Regions from separate parts of the Mus musculus genome. Here all the other regions are linked to region 3. A link is a contact called in public HiChIP or PLAC-seq and promoter capture Hi-C data. All regions are on one chromosome and are shown on one strand. Each heading gives the region's core, a stretch centred on a gene start, on an enhancer-like site or on the middle of the called end of the contact. The rest is flanking DNA. Distances are from core to core; before and after follow the strand shown.

Region 1 (4,280 bases), core at 642-3,141, 680 kb before region 3:
ACATGTTCACGTCCCCACTGGCATGTTTCTAGTCTACGTGGTGGAGTGATCCGAAATTTTGTTTTGTTGTGTGGAACGGTTAAATAGACCTTGTGTTCTTCGGAATCAAAGAGGAAAGCCCCTGGAATAACATTTCTCTGTTGCTTTCTAAACAGCCCCTTTGTTTCTAAGAGACTCTGGAAAAAATATTTACAGTCCATAGGTTATTTACAGCCTTGTTATTCAGAGCCTGAATGGTAAGAGAGTCCATGCAGAAACCTAATTCATTTAGAGCCCTGGTACTAATAACAGATTTTCTTTTCAGATAAGTTTTTTTTTTTTTTTTAAATCAGCCTCTCCTAACAGAGATAAAACTATTAATGAGATCCCTGTTTCACTCGGCCCAACAGTTCCCTGGGTTTATAGGATTACAATCTCCCCTAGCCCCTCCTCTTGGTTCCTGGCAAACCCGTTTCCCTCTCATTTGCGATTTCATACACAGAATATCTGAACAAAACCGAAAGAAAGCCAGATGGACCCACGCTAAAAGTATGTAAAGGGCTGCTATTTCAATGATTTCACGAGAGAAACATTTTCACGACGAAATAACTGAAAAAATCTGGCACACTTTGGTTGAAAAATACCCGGTACTACAAGCACACAAAACCCCATAGAAGAGTAAAAACTTAGTTGATTCCGGCTTGATTTTCTCGCTGCAAGCTGACGGAACTGACTGAAGAGAACCGAAAGAGTGCGCGAGGCAGCTGTATCGCCTTACCTTTTCTTTCTTCTAAAGACAGTCAAATGGGAAAAAAATCAGCCAACGCCAGGTGAAGGTGCACAGCACCGATCTACCCAGGCCGAGCCAGAAAACCTTCTTTCGCACCCCCTTCCCCGCCCCCCCCAAAAAGCCAAACTACATTCTCCCTTCCACACGCCAACTGCGGGGAGATTTTGAGCCTATTTCATTGTTCTGCCTGGGTCTGAAATGGACTTTTCATCTCAACCCTCTCTCATCGCTTGGCCCCTTTCAATCGGATTCCACAGCCACCACCACCACCACCACCCCCCAAAAATCGGAGGCTCGGGAAGAATAAAGGAGTGTGGGGTGGGAGTGGAGATGTTTGGAAAAGGGAGCAGAGAGGACGGACAAGTAGAAAGGAGATCGTTTAAAGGTAATGGGGGAGGACCGCATCACCTTCATTTATCACAAATAAACAGAAAGCAGTCACGGATCCGTCTTTTCCCACACGCCGCCCCCATTTCTTTTCTTTGGGCAGCAGCCCACCGGCACACACCCCCCAGCCGCCTTCTCTGCCCTGGAAATAAGATCCTGCTCCAGGCCGGCTCCGGTCCCGTCTGGACCCAGGATGGGGGCACCGGGGAAGGTCGCGAGCCCCCAGGACCAGGGCCCGGGGCTGCGGCCGGGGGCTGCCGGGCGAGGGGCCGCGGGCAGAACAAAGCTACGGGGGCCGCGGCTGGCCGAGCGAGCGGGGGGATCGCGGGCCGGGTGCCCCTTACCTTCGTACACGGGGGCCATCGGGGCCGGGGTGTCCGCGGTTCATGGCAACGGAGAAGGGAACGCGGCGCGCGAGCTCGGCCCCCTCAGCCTCAGTGGGAATCTGCCATCTTGAGCCTGTGTCTCCGCTCTCGGCGCAGCCCAGGCCGCCAGCGCCCGCATCACCGCCTCACTTGGCCGGCGCCGGGGGAGGGGGCCGGGCGGGCGCGTCGCCGCCGCCGCCGCCGCCGCCGTAGCCGCGGCCCGGGCCCTGCGCGGGGGGCTCGGCCGGCCCGGGGCGGCTAAGGCGCCGAGGCCAAGGGCCGGGCGGGTCCGCGAGGGCGGGAGCCGGGGCGGGCTGCGGCGGCCAGGGCCCGGGCCGGAGCTCAGCTCCGCATGGCTGTGAGGCGGGGGCGCCGGCAAAAGTTGCCCGTGAGGAGCAGGGGGAGGGGGCGGGGGCGGGGCGGCGCGGCCGGGCGCGAGCGGGCGGGCGGGCAAGCGCGAGCGAACGAGCCGGGAAGAGCCCCAGGGAGTCCGCGCGCAATCGAGCGCCGATGGCACGGATGCGAGGCGGGGAGGGCCGAGCCGAAGGGCAGAGCGGGGCGTCGGCGGGGGCCGAGCGCGGCCCGAGGGGAGCCGAGCGGCCGTGCGAGCGGGGCTGGGCGAGAGCGCGGTGCGCTGGCCCGCAGCCGCCGACCGGAGCTCCGCGGTGGAGGCGGCCACAACTTTGTGTGTGCGTGCTTGGGAGTGCGCGCGTGGGTGTGCGCGCGCCGGCCGACCGGGCCGGGGAGCGCGAGCGGCTGCTGCCGACAGCAGTCCCGCTGCCGGGCAAAGTGTCTTCACCCCAGCGCGTGCGGGCTCCGTTCTAGCCGACACGCGGGGGAAATGACTGGAGGGAGTGGGCGCGTAGTCCTCCCGGGAGAATGTCGGGGGAGCTCCCTGAACTGCTCGGGGAAAACGCAACGTCAGGATGGACGCCTGATCCCGATGTTTGGAGAGCCCTCTCCTCCATCATCCGGGTGGGAGGGTCCCACCTAGTGGCTCCAGGGTTTTGCTTTTTTTCTGCTCACTCGGGCCGGAGCGAAACGTTCTCTAAACTCTCCTAGCCTGGATCTCTGCCCTGATTTGCCTCTCCAGCTCGCTTCTGGACGTCTGCACGGGACGCCCTGCCTTTTGCCTCCAACTTACGAAAACTTGTTGAGTCCTGATATATGAATAGTTCATAAAAGAAATTAAGTGGGTGACAACAAAGCTTCTGAAAAGCCAACAAAATATTAGTATCCAGCAAAAAATATTTTGTCTCATAAACCCTTTATTTTCAGGTATGAATACTGGACACCTGATGTAAATTGTATTTCCTACCTGTAAATCATAGGTCCAAAACAGTTTAGAAGCTACCTTGAGGGTGGGGATGTAATATGATGACCTCTAACTCTGGAGAACTTTCTTTAAAACAAGCCCATTGTTTTCTTTTCTTTTTAAGACCATTGTTTTCTCACTATCTTTCCAGCTTCTGTATCCCGTGCCCATCCACCACCCAAAAATAAAAAAACAACCTAGCTCCTGCACACACGTGGCTGGTTTTGTTACTGGAAAATAAGTTTCACTTCATCTTGGGATGGTCCTTGACGGCGATCTTCTTTGCCTCAATATTTCATATTACATTACACTAGTGCTTTCCTTACTCTAATGTTCTTCACGTTGTAGACTCCTAGGCGACCATTGGTAAGGGGAACCTCAGAGATCATCTAGGCCTGCCTTGCCGTTTTGCAGTCCAAGAAGCCCACAACAGTAAAGGATATTATCCAATGATACAAAGTATTGGACCTTAACTTTAGATCTTTAGGCCCCTACGATCTTCCTTCACACTCTTCACTTGTCCCTTTCTATCCCCTTGTAATCCTTAACTGGTTTCCCTAGATTTGTTCATGGCCGGTTGCTCCTAAATACTGCTGCTCTCTCAAATGGAGTGGTTCTGGCCACTCCATGCTCCTACTTCTATCTTCTAAAGACTCACCTTCATCTAGTGCTAAGTCTCTTAGTTCCTTGGCTTTTAGTCAAGACAGACAGGTTCCAACTTACCTCTCCTAGGACATGATTTCAACAAATCACTGCCTCTCCAGCCCGACTGGTTTACCTGTGGTCCTCTGCCAACCTTGCTCATCTATGCCTTTGCCCAAAATGTCACATTCCCACAAGTGGTGTCTTCTCTCTTTAAAGAATTCCTACCTCCCTGCAGGTTGGCTCATTTCCTCCATAAAACAACCTAAATAATGTGAAGAAGACAAACCTGAGTTCAAACCCTAGTTCTCCCACTTGGCAAGTGTATGAACATGGTCTCCTTGTCTGACCTCACTGAACCTTGGTTTCTACATCTTAATTATAATAAGAATATTAATATGAATATACGCTCCCCTGCACTCATCAGTTTCTACCCCGCCTTTACTACATAGATATGCAATTGCTTGTTGCTTCCTCTGCCTCTTTCCATGCTGGTCAACAGAACTCTCTCCATTCACTTGTGGCACTGAACTTATGATGAAATGCAGCTAGTGCCTGAGGAACTAAACATTAATTCTAATAGGCACGGGTGGCTAGTGGCTACCATACTGGGCAGTGTATCTCTAACTATAAGCTCAATGAGGGCAGAAACCACACAGGTCTTACTTAACATGTTATCCCTAGCAACTATTCATTGCCTGGTGTATGTAGGCAATGGGTGGTAATGATAACTTATTGTGTCCTCACCTGTATCAGCACAGTGATTAGGAACTTGACTTTAAACAAACAAACAAACAAACAA
Region 2 (4,424 bases), core at 1,115-3,614, 910 kb after region 3:
ACTTGAATTTGAATATGCCCGAAGTCATATTTCCACTCATGTTTTTGTGTTCCCCCATGAAATTTCTAGGTACACTGTAAGCTAGGCTTTTTATAACAGGCTTTTTATGTTCTAGGAGCTCATCAATGGGGATGGCATACCTTCATGGTCATTTATAATACAATATGCAAAAGAGGGAGGGAGTAACTAGTTGAGGAGAGCATTTTTAAAGTGTGTACAGGGCTGTATTTCAGATTCTGGGGATATGGACAGCTGACCGAGGTTGAAGTGTCTGTTGCACTAAGAAGGAACATTACCAGAAGCAATACCTCAGTTACAGTCTCTCCCTCACACTGTACAAGAACATATCCATTGTAATACCTTTTTTTTGTTGTTGTTGTTAAAAGGAAACCATGAAGGAGCAGGACTTGCAGCTTCTTCCAGATAACCAGCCAAGGAAGGAGAATGTGTCAGTTCCTCTCTGGGTGGACAACAGGGCTCAGTCAAGACTCCCCATTCAGGGGTTCTTTATAAAACGTTAAGGCAGGGTGCTCTCAAGTTTCAGTTGTCTATATTTTTCTTTAACCAACCTTCTCTACATTCTTCAAATAGAACAAAGGCAAAACTAACGGGATAGTGAAGAACAGAACTGGCTATACATGAGCCAATAGATGTCTGCAATGGGGAAACAGAGTTAAGATTTACTCCACAGTTCAAGTCTGGGACCACTGAAACAAAGCTTGCGAGGTGGGCGGGCGGGATTTCTCTCTGGAGGAAAAGGAGCAACTTTGTTTTTCCTTTGTCTTGCCTCCAAAGCTCATAAAGAGGAAACCATTGAACTAATGTAGCAGGTGGGATGTCTTCTTATTACTAGGGTGTGTGTGTGTGTCCCTGTCCAATTCAGTGCCTCGTTATTTCAGGAAATCAACTTTGTAAAGGTAAAAGTACAGGGAAGTAAACATCTATAAAGGCGTCACTAGTGAGCCAGACAATAATTCAGACCCCCCCCCCTCCTAAAATCAGAAAGAATGGACCTTAGGAGGCAGTGTGTCTGTTTGAATGGTTTGGAGTTCCCTTCTGTCTAACACTGGAGCCCCACTGAATCTTGTTGCCTTGGGTTCCTTAATTTGTAGGATTCATAAGTGCGTTACTTCACTAGGGCCAGGATTAGGGTAAACAACATAGGATTTAGAGGAGCAAAAGAAAGTCAGCAATCAAAAGAAAAGATGTCTCAATGCAGTATTTTGGAAATGTTAAAACTAAGAAATTTTACTATGAACATGATATTACCAAATACAAGATCAACAAGCTTAAGTTACTTGAGATTGTTTAAGACTGTCACTGAGTGCTGGATGTGATGGCACATGCCTTTAATCACAGCACTAGGGAGGTAGATGCAGCAAGGGGAATCTCTGGGAGTTAGAGACAAGCCTGGTCTGGTCTACATGAGATCCAAGTTTCAGGCCAGCCAGGGATACACAGCGAGACAGTGTCTTTTTTCTTTTCTCTTTCTCTCTCTCTCTCTCTCTCTCTCTCTCTCTCTCTCTCTCTCTCTTTCTTTCTTTTAAGCTTTTCCATCTAGAATAACTGCCAAAGATGTAGAATTGAAACACAAAATGAAAAAAAAAAATCTAAAAAATACTGATCAGTTTCTTTCTATAAAAGTAAAATCTTAATTACACTTTGCTTTAAAATAAAGCAACGTTTTGACTTTTAACACTTCTTCAAAATGTTTTGGAATTTCATAAACTTTTAATGTTTTAGGGAAAACATATATACAAATACATAATATAAGGGCGCATTTCTCTTGTGCCTTAGGCACAGTTTGGGACCGGTACTTAATAAAGATGTTAAAAATTTTGCTCCTCACGTGTTTCTTGAATTTTTTGACTTAACATGTTAACATATCTAGATCACCGAGGTTTTGACAGCAATTAATTCTTCAGTCTTACTGCATTAGGAGACTTGTGTCGGTTTTAGTTCCTCCAGGGGCTCAAATATGTTTTATTTCACCTACCTCACTCCCTTTCCCAGGCTGGGAACATCAAATAATTTCAATTTAGGGCTGGGAATAGAGTTCTGGCCAGAGTTTGGTTAGCCAGTGCGGGGCCACTACCGGAGCGAGGGTGGAGATCAGGAAAAACAAAACAAAACAAAAAACCCCAACAACCAAACTAAACCAAACCAAACAACAAAAAAACAAAACCAAAATCGTAAAACTACCCACAGGTGGCATCGTTGATCCGCCCACTTCCGCCTGGACAGAAGTTCCTGGCACTTCTAAATTGAGGGGTCGTGTTTCCGGCGACATCAGCCGGCGGCATTTCAACGACGCACTTCAGAGATTTCCTGTCTTTCCTTGCATCTCGCGAGCTTTGCGGGCTCCGTGCGCCGGAAGCGAGCCGCTGGCGGTCGGGCTCTGCGTGTCCGGTGAGGGAGGGGAGAAGGCTGGCACGAAGTTGTGTTTCCCGAGTGCACGGGCGCGTGCGGGGCTCGGGAGGAGTTGTGCGGCTCCTCGCTGGAGTCCGAGTGTCCCCCGCCGTTCCCTGTGCTGCTCGCGAGCGCCACTTTGGGGGAAGAGCAGCCTCTTGCCCCCGCGGCGAGGCTGGGGAGCCGGGCTTACTCAGCGCTAACGGGGACGAAGGCACTGATTTGCGTCCTTTCGGAGTAGCGTTTACTGTGCCCGCACTGTTTGTAGAGACAGTTTTAGGGGTCTAGAATAACAGAACAAGTTGGAAAAAAAAATGTCCGAGACAACTTCTATTGTAAAGAAATCTAGCAGACAATGGATTGCAAGTGAGAACAGGTTTTTCCCCTCTTTTCTGCTGGTTGAGACCCAGAACCACAGAGTTTCTTTTGTCTCGCTCAGTTTTTGTTTTCAAAAAGAAAGGAACTCCCCACACGTGCAAAAAATGCGGTTGCAAATTGGGTGCACGAGAAGCTGGACGCGCTTAGGATTTAGGACTAGAGAGCATGTGTGTTCTTGATGGATACTGTAGTTTCTTGATTTATCATTTTTCTCTTTTCTTTCTTTCCTTTAGGAAAAGCCTAAAGATTAGGTTGTAAGAAAAACAGAAGCCATGTTTCGAAGACCTGTGTTACAGGTAGTCACTTTTCTACATTAGTGAGTGCTCCAACCGTGTTTCCATAGTCTATAGCCATGTTTTGTTTTGTTGCTTTTCGATTTTGCATACATAAGCACGAGATTCTTACGCCTATCCAGCGTGTTCTATGTGTTTATTTGATGTGGGAGATTCAGAAGGGATTTTGTGTGTGTGTGTGTTTATGTGTGTGTGAAGCTCATAATGTTTACTGAATCAAAAATGATTTTTAAAGTGTATTCGCATATGTAGTACACCTCATGAATTTAATTTAGTAAATATTTGTTACCAGTGCTTAGATCAGAGTATTCATTTAATTATGTAAGTTATTATTATCATTTTTGTTTTGCTGTTTTTGAGACAGCCACTCATAGTTAAGACTATCTTGAGACTCACTGTTAGGCTGAGATGACCAAGAACCTTCCTCCTCCTGCTTCTACTTTGTCACCGATGGTATTTCAGGCCTGCCCCATCGCACCTGATTTCTTCTAACCTTGTCCCATATGGCTCTGGTCTTTTATGACCTTCTGGCCCCTCTCCTCCCCACTCCCATCTTGCTATCCAGAGAGCAGAGCTCACTTCTTGCCACAAATTCATGACCATTCTGCAATCTAGTCGGGTGTCCTCTACTCTAGCCAGCCTTAAGCAGGCCTTAATTACCATTTTTCCTCAGTGTGGCACGTGGGTACCAAGTCTTGTAAATTCTCCTAATGTAAAATCTATTACTTTTCTTCTCCTCTTAAGACTAATGAGTCAAATTCGTTATAAAAGTCTGTTGTCTTCCCCATCCTACTCTTAAGTTGGTCTATCCTTAGCTCCTTACTGTAATCCACACATACTCTGAGCCTTTTAAAATTGAAGTTATACTATAGTATCTTTTTAAACCAAATGGGAAGTAAGTTTGCATTTTGAGGGTATTGAAATAATCCTCTCCCTATTTCTTCTTTTCTACTAGATTATGTGTATGTTCCTAAGATGAGGCATATTGTTATTTTATAACATTTAATGAACACTGGCTCTTCTGAATCTGTCACATTAGTATTTTCTGTGATCGTGACAAAGGAACTGAGTAGCATTTTGGTCCTGTATCGTGTAACATCTTATTCTTATATTTATTCTTAGTGATAGTATATAGCTAAAATCACTCCAGGAAAAGGTGTTCATTTGAGTGGTATGGAGAGAGAAGGCCGGTATTAAAAGACCAGGGAAGGAAAGAGGTCCCAATTGGAATTTTTAAAAAGCTAGGTTTAGAAATCATAATGTGGTAACCTGTCACCTCAGAGTTGTAGCCTGTCTCTGCCTTCATTTGCATGGAGAAGTTGCATAACTGGAAATTACGAACAC
Region 3 (4,173 bases), core at 314-2,813:
CTCAGGGACTAGAGAGATGGCTCATCAGTTAAGAGCACGAGCTCGGGCTGCTCTTCCAGAGGACCTGGGTTCAATTCCTAGCACTCACATAGCAGCCCACAACTGTGTGTAACTAACTCCAGTCCTAGAGGATAGGCACTAGAGCGGCCGTGGGCACTGCATGAACATGGTGTACAGACATACATTCAGGGAAACTCATAAAGATATAGTACATTTAAAAAAATTAATTCAAAATCAAGTTCAAGGTCTGTCTAAGCTACCTGAGACCCTGCCTCAAACAAACAAGTCCCTGAACTGAGCCTGCCTGCCTACCAGTAATCCTGAATTTAGAGAGTTAAGACAAAAGGGAGGACTTTAAGTTTGAGGCCAGCCTGGGTCACATACTGAGACCCTGTCTCAAATAAATAAACTGTCTGTTTCTGTTTGCCTTCTGCTTCCTCTCTGAATCTCCAACTCTCTCCTCTGTGGTCCATTCCCTAAAGAGCCTATTCAACTCTTCAGGTGTTTGGTACTGAAGGAGAAAGGCTTTTCTATAGTAACCACAGCAGGTGCAAGTGTTTCATAACAAATTACTGTAAAGTGCCTATTATAACACTATTACCACACTCCACAATTACCTGTCTTTTGGGGAGCTATAGTCACAACCCTGAAAGCCATCAGAGCACCCGGCCAGAAGTCAGCCTGCTCCTTCCTCAGCAGGCTGGTTAAATTAGGGTCCCAGCTCTCTCCTTGTTCCAATCCAGGGCCAAAGGAAGGCACTCCTTAGCTTCCTGTGTCTGCCCCTCACTACAGGATTCCGGGCGCTGAGCTCCCTCTGGCTCAGTGGTCTGACTCCATATCACAGTGACTCTCCTGCACAGGACTATATCCTGTGTGGTTAAGAGACTTACCCTGGGCTCCATCTACTCCCAACTCCATCCTTGGGGAGGAAAGTGGGAGAAGTAAACTTCAACGTACCCCACTTTCCACCACGACAAATCCCGACTAGAGCCGCCTGGACTCCCCCACCCCAGCGTACACACTCGGTCTCACACGCGCGTACTCACTCACAGCCGCCCGGGAGCTCCGGCACAGCGCAGGGCCGGGCTCTGCCCAGTTTCTGCAAGTTTCTTCGGCCCTGAAGTTAGCCCGACCCGGGAAAGAGCTGTGGATCGCTTCCTGCGCGGGTCCCCAGGGCCCCGCTGAAGCGTCCCCAGCGCCGCCTGCGAGGAGCCCCGGCTTGCGCCTGCAGTCTCCTCGTCGCCCCCGCGCGTACCCTCCCGGGTCTCCCCCGAGGTCGCCCGCACTCCGGCGCCCAGCCCTACCTCTCTACGGGCGTCGGCTCCGCGGGTTCTGGGGCGCAACTCGCGGTCGCCCGGGGCAGGGGCGGCGGGGGCCTGGGGCGCCATGGCCCGCTGCCCTCCGCGCCTTTGTCCGCGCGGCCTCCCCCGGCCGCCGCGAGCCCCTCGGGTCCCCGCCGCGCGCGCTCCCGTCCGGTCCCCGCCGCCTCCGGCCTCGGAGGCGTGCTGCGTCTCCTCTGGCCTCCCGCGCGCGCGGCCCCTTCCTCTGCCCTGGGCTGCGCCGCGACCGTCTGCAGTGACGCGCGCCCCCTCCTCCCGACCCATCCCGCGGCTCCAGTGAGCTAATCCGCAGCTGGCGGGCGCCCGGCCGGTTGCCACAGCAACCACTCTCCCAGGGCCCGCCGCCGAGGGGAGCCACGGTAAACAGGACCTTCTGCCGCACTCACTCGCCCCCTCGCCTTTCGAGGGGTGGGGGAGACGGTGGCTTAACCTTTTCTGTGCTGAAGATCGCCGAACCGGTTCTCTGCTACCCCGACTGAGGTCCATTCTTGAGATGCGCTTAGCCAGGGGCCGAGAACCAGATTTAGACAGCACCAAAGCCGTAGCCACACTCCCTGCCCTTGCTTTGTTTCTGAGCAGTTAGGGTGGACGCCTCAGGCAGAATTGGGCTCCACATTTGCCCCCAAGCAACTGACAGTCATGAGATAGGCCTTCGAGGCCCAGTTTGCCCATAAGCAACAACTCACAGTCATGAGACAAGCTATTTGGACCCAAGGGTCCATATTTGCCCCTAAGCAACTCAGGAGCCTGGGCCATAAGGATCCAGGGGCCCACCTCCCTACAGAAGGGTACAGAATGGGTCCCAAGCCCTGGTCAGGAAAAGTGATCAGAGAACTGGCTTTCTACAGCACACCGGTCCCACGGTCCCACGGTTCCACGGTCCCACGGTCCCACGTACACAGGGTGCAGTCAAAGCACTCACACAGGAGGTTTTTAAGACAGTAGGATTGCCAAATTGGGGGGCTGGTGAGATGGCTCAGTGGGTAAGAGCACCCGACTGCTCTTCCAAAGGTCCAGAGTTCAAATCCCAGCAACCACATGGTGGCTCACAACCATCCGTAATGAGATCTGACTCCCTCTTCTGGAGTGTCTGAAGACAGCTACAGTGTACTTACATATAATAAATAAATAAATCTTAAAAAAAAAAAAAAAAAAAGGATTGCCAAATTGGAGTCCACTTGAAAATGCTGTGGGGGCCTTAAGGGAGCCAACACAGGCTGGGGCATTCTCTGGGGCTTTGGTGACCAGCGATAGTGAATCAGTTATAGAAGGTGGAGAAACAGGGCAAGAAAAGACAGCCTGAAAAGAGGGAAGAGTGTGACTGGTGTTGTGGGGGTGTCACATTATGGTATTTGGGGGACCCTTAAGTGGGAGGGAATAAGGATCGATGGGTAGGCCTGGAGGGATTCAAGTGGCCTGGGCAGAATTTGAATATTATGCTAAAGGCAAAGGGGTCCAAGCAGAGAAACACCAGATGCTAAGTGCTCAGGCCTGACAGTGACAATTTATCTGCCCTGAGGGTAGGTGCCAGCCAGTCTCCTTCCTGGCTATTAGAGACCTTCAAGAGTAGCCTAATGGCCTAAAGCTTAGGTTGGGGTGGCCAGTTGGGGGTGGGATAGGTACAGACCCAGAGTCTTACAACTTCACAAAGTGGGTCCTCAGAAGAAAACTAGAGCTTCATATAAAGAGGAAACCAGGCGAGGCATGTCTGTAACCCAACACTCAGGAGACTGAGGCAGGAGATCTCTAGTCTGTGTGCAGGGGGTGAGGTATGGTAATGAGAGTGGACTTCAGACACCAGGGAACTGGGACTTAAAGTTCCAGGCGAAACAAAGTTGCATGTCCTTCATAGTTGAGGGGTTTGCTCATTGCAGGAGATCGTTGAGGCCTTCCTAAATTCTTCATGCCACACCCGTTTCAATGAAGCACTGTAGACTCTCAGAACAGACATTTGCCAAGTGTAAGCTTTTTTTTTTTTAAAGTGTTAGCATTCAAAGTATTGCTTTGTTTGCATCTTTCTAAGTTCTCCCTTTCTAAATAAAGATCAAAGGCTTGGCTTCTTGGGGGTTAATTAGTCCCAGGGCCACAGGGTACCCCACAGCATCAAACTGGCAAAGTTCAATGGGAACTGGGCCAAGAGCCCAGCTGGCTGCCTCCCCCAGCCCAAAGCACATAAGAGCCTAGGAGCCTTTGAGTGTCTGGCTTTCAGATAGCCAGTCGCATCTTAGGTGGACATGACAAAGCACGGGCTGAGGACTCAGTCCTTTGACAATTCCCAGGCCACAGTTTTATCACATGGAATACTGCACTCTAGCTCTCCTTAGGAAACCACATCTCTGCCTGACCTGTGGGTCAGAGTTTGATGAATGTTACTGGGCCCTTTCCATCCCAGTCTCCTCACTTTCATTGCTCTGTCATCCTATGGCTCTGTCACCATGACCCAGAGCCACTCATTGTCCTCTCCCCATATTCTCTGTGTGGCCTGTGCTGGCTTGTGTGCAGTTTTTTTTTTTTCAGCTGTTGGTACTTTTGGTCCCACCCAAACCCTGGTGAGTCTCACCAGACGCTACCATGCCTCCCCCCTGCCCCCACAGGTGCTCTGTGTTGGGGATACTCCAAAGCACACATCCCTTTCTCTCCCTGTCTGTCCTCAAACTTTCTCCAGTTTGGAAAATGAGAGCTAAGGTAGGCATAAAGTCAGCTTTCTGTGTCTACAGGAATGTGGCTTCACCATCTCCCCAGATACCAAATATGTTTGGATGTTCAAGTTCATTGTAAAAAAAAAAAAAGTTCTGCATTTGTATATATCCTACATGAATTCTTCCACACTCTT

Evidence for each region. Promoter capture Hi-C pulls out the DNA fragments that hold promoters and counts their contacts. HiChIP or PLAC-seq counts read pairs in DNA pulled down with a chosen protein or histone mark.
Region 1: a promoter capture Hi-C map of pre-B cells shows a contact between it and region 3, with 3 times the contacts expected there. The contact joins the promoter of Hipk2 here to the promoter of Dennd2a in region 3. A contact is called at or near these places in 4 of 39 promoter capture datasets (the 3T3-L1 cell line, hippocampal neurons, neutrophils and 1 more), 1 of 484 Hi-C or Micro-C datasets (embryonic stem cells) and 1 of 115 datasets of contacts at active chromatin or transcription factors (astrocytes).
Region 2: an HNF4G HiChIP or PLAC-seq map of pancreatic cancer cells shows a contact between it and region 3. The contact joins the promoter of Ssbp1 here to the promoter of Dennd2a in region 3. A contact is called at or near these places in 1 of 39 promoter capture datasets (pre-B cells) and 2 of 115 datasets of contacts at active chromatin or transcription factors (large pre-B cells and pancreatic cancer cells).

Annotation. Positions count from the first base shown.
Region 1 is chr6:38,874,299-38,878,578 of GRCm38.p6, forward strand. It overlaps Hipk2 (homeodomain interacting protein kinase 2), which reads right to left and starts at 1,892. Exons shown (of 15, transcript NM_010433.2): 1 at 1,501-1,892. The coding sequence starts at 1,519. It also overlaps a transcript of Tbxas1 not described here.
Region 2 is chr6:40,469,051-40,473,474 of GRCm38.p6, forward strand. Ssbp1 (single-stranded DNA binding protein 1) reads left to right here and starts at 2,365. Exons shown (of 6, transcript NM_028358.2): 1 at 2,365-2,409; 2 at 3,021-3,083. The coding sequence starts at 3,060.
Region 3 is chr6:39,556,271-39,560,443 of GRCm38.p6, forward strand. It overlaps Dennd2a (DENN/MADD domain containing 2A), which reads right to left and starts at 1,564. Exons shown (of 19, transcript NM_172477.4): 1 at 1,305-1,564.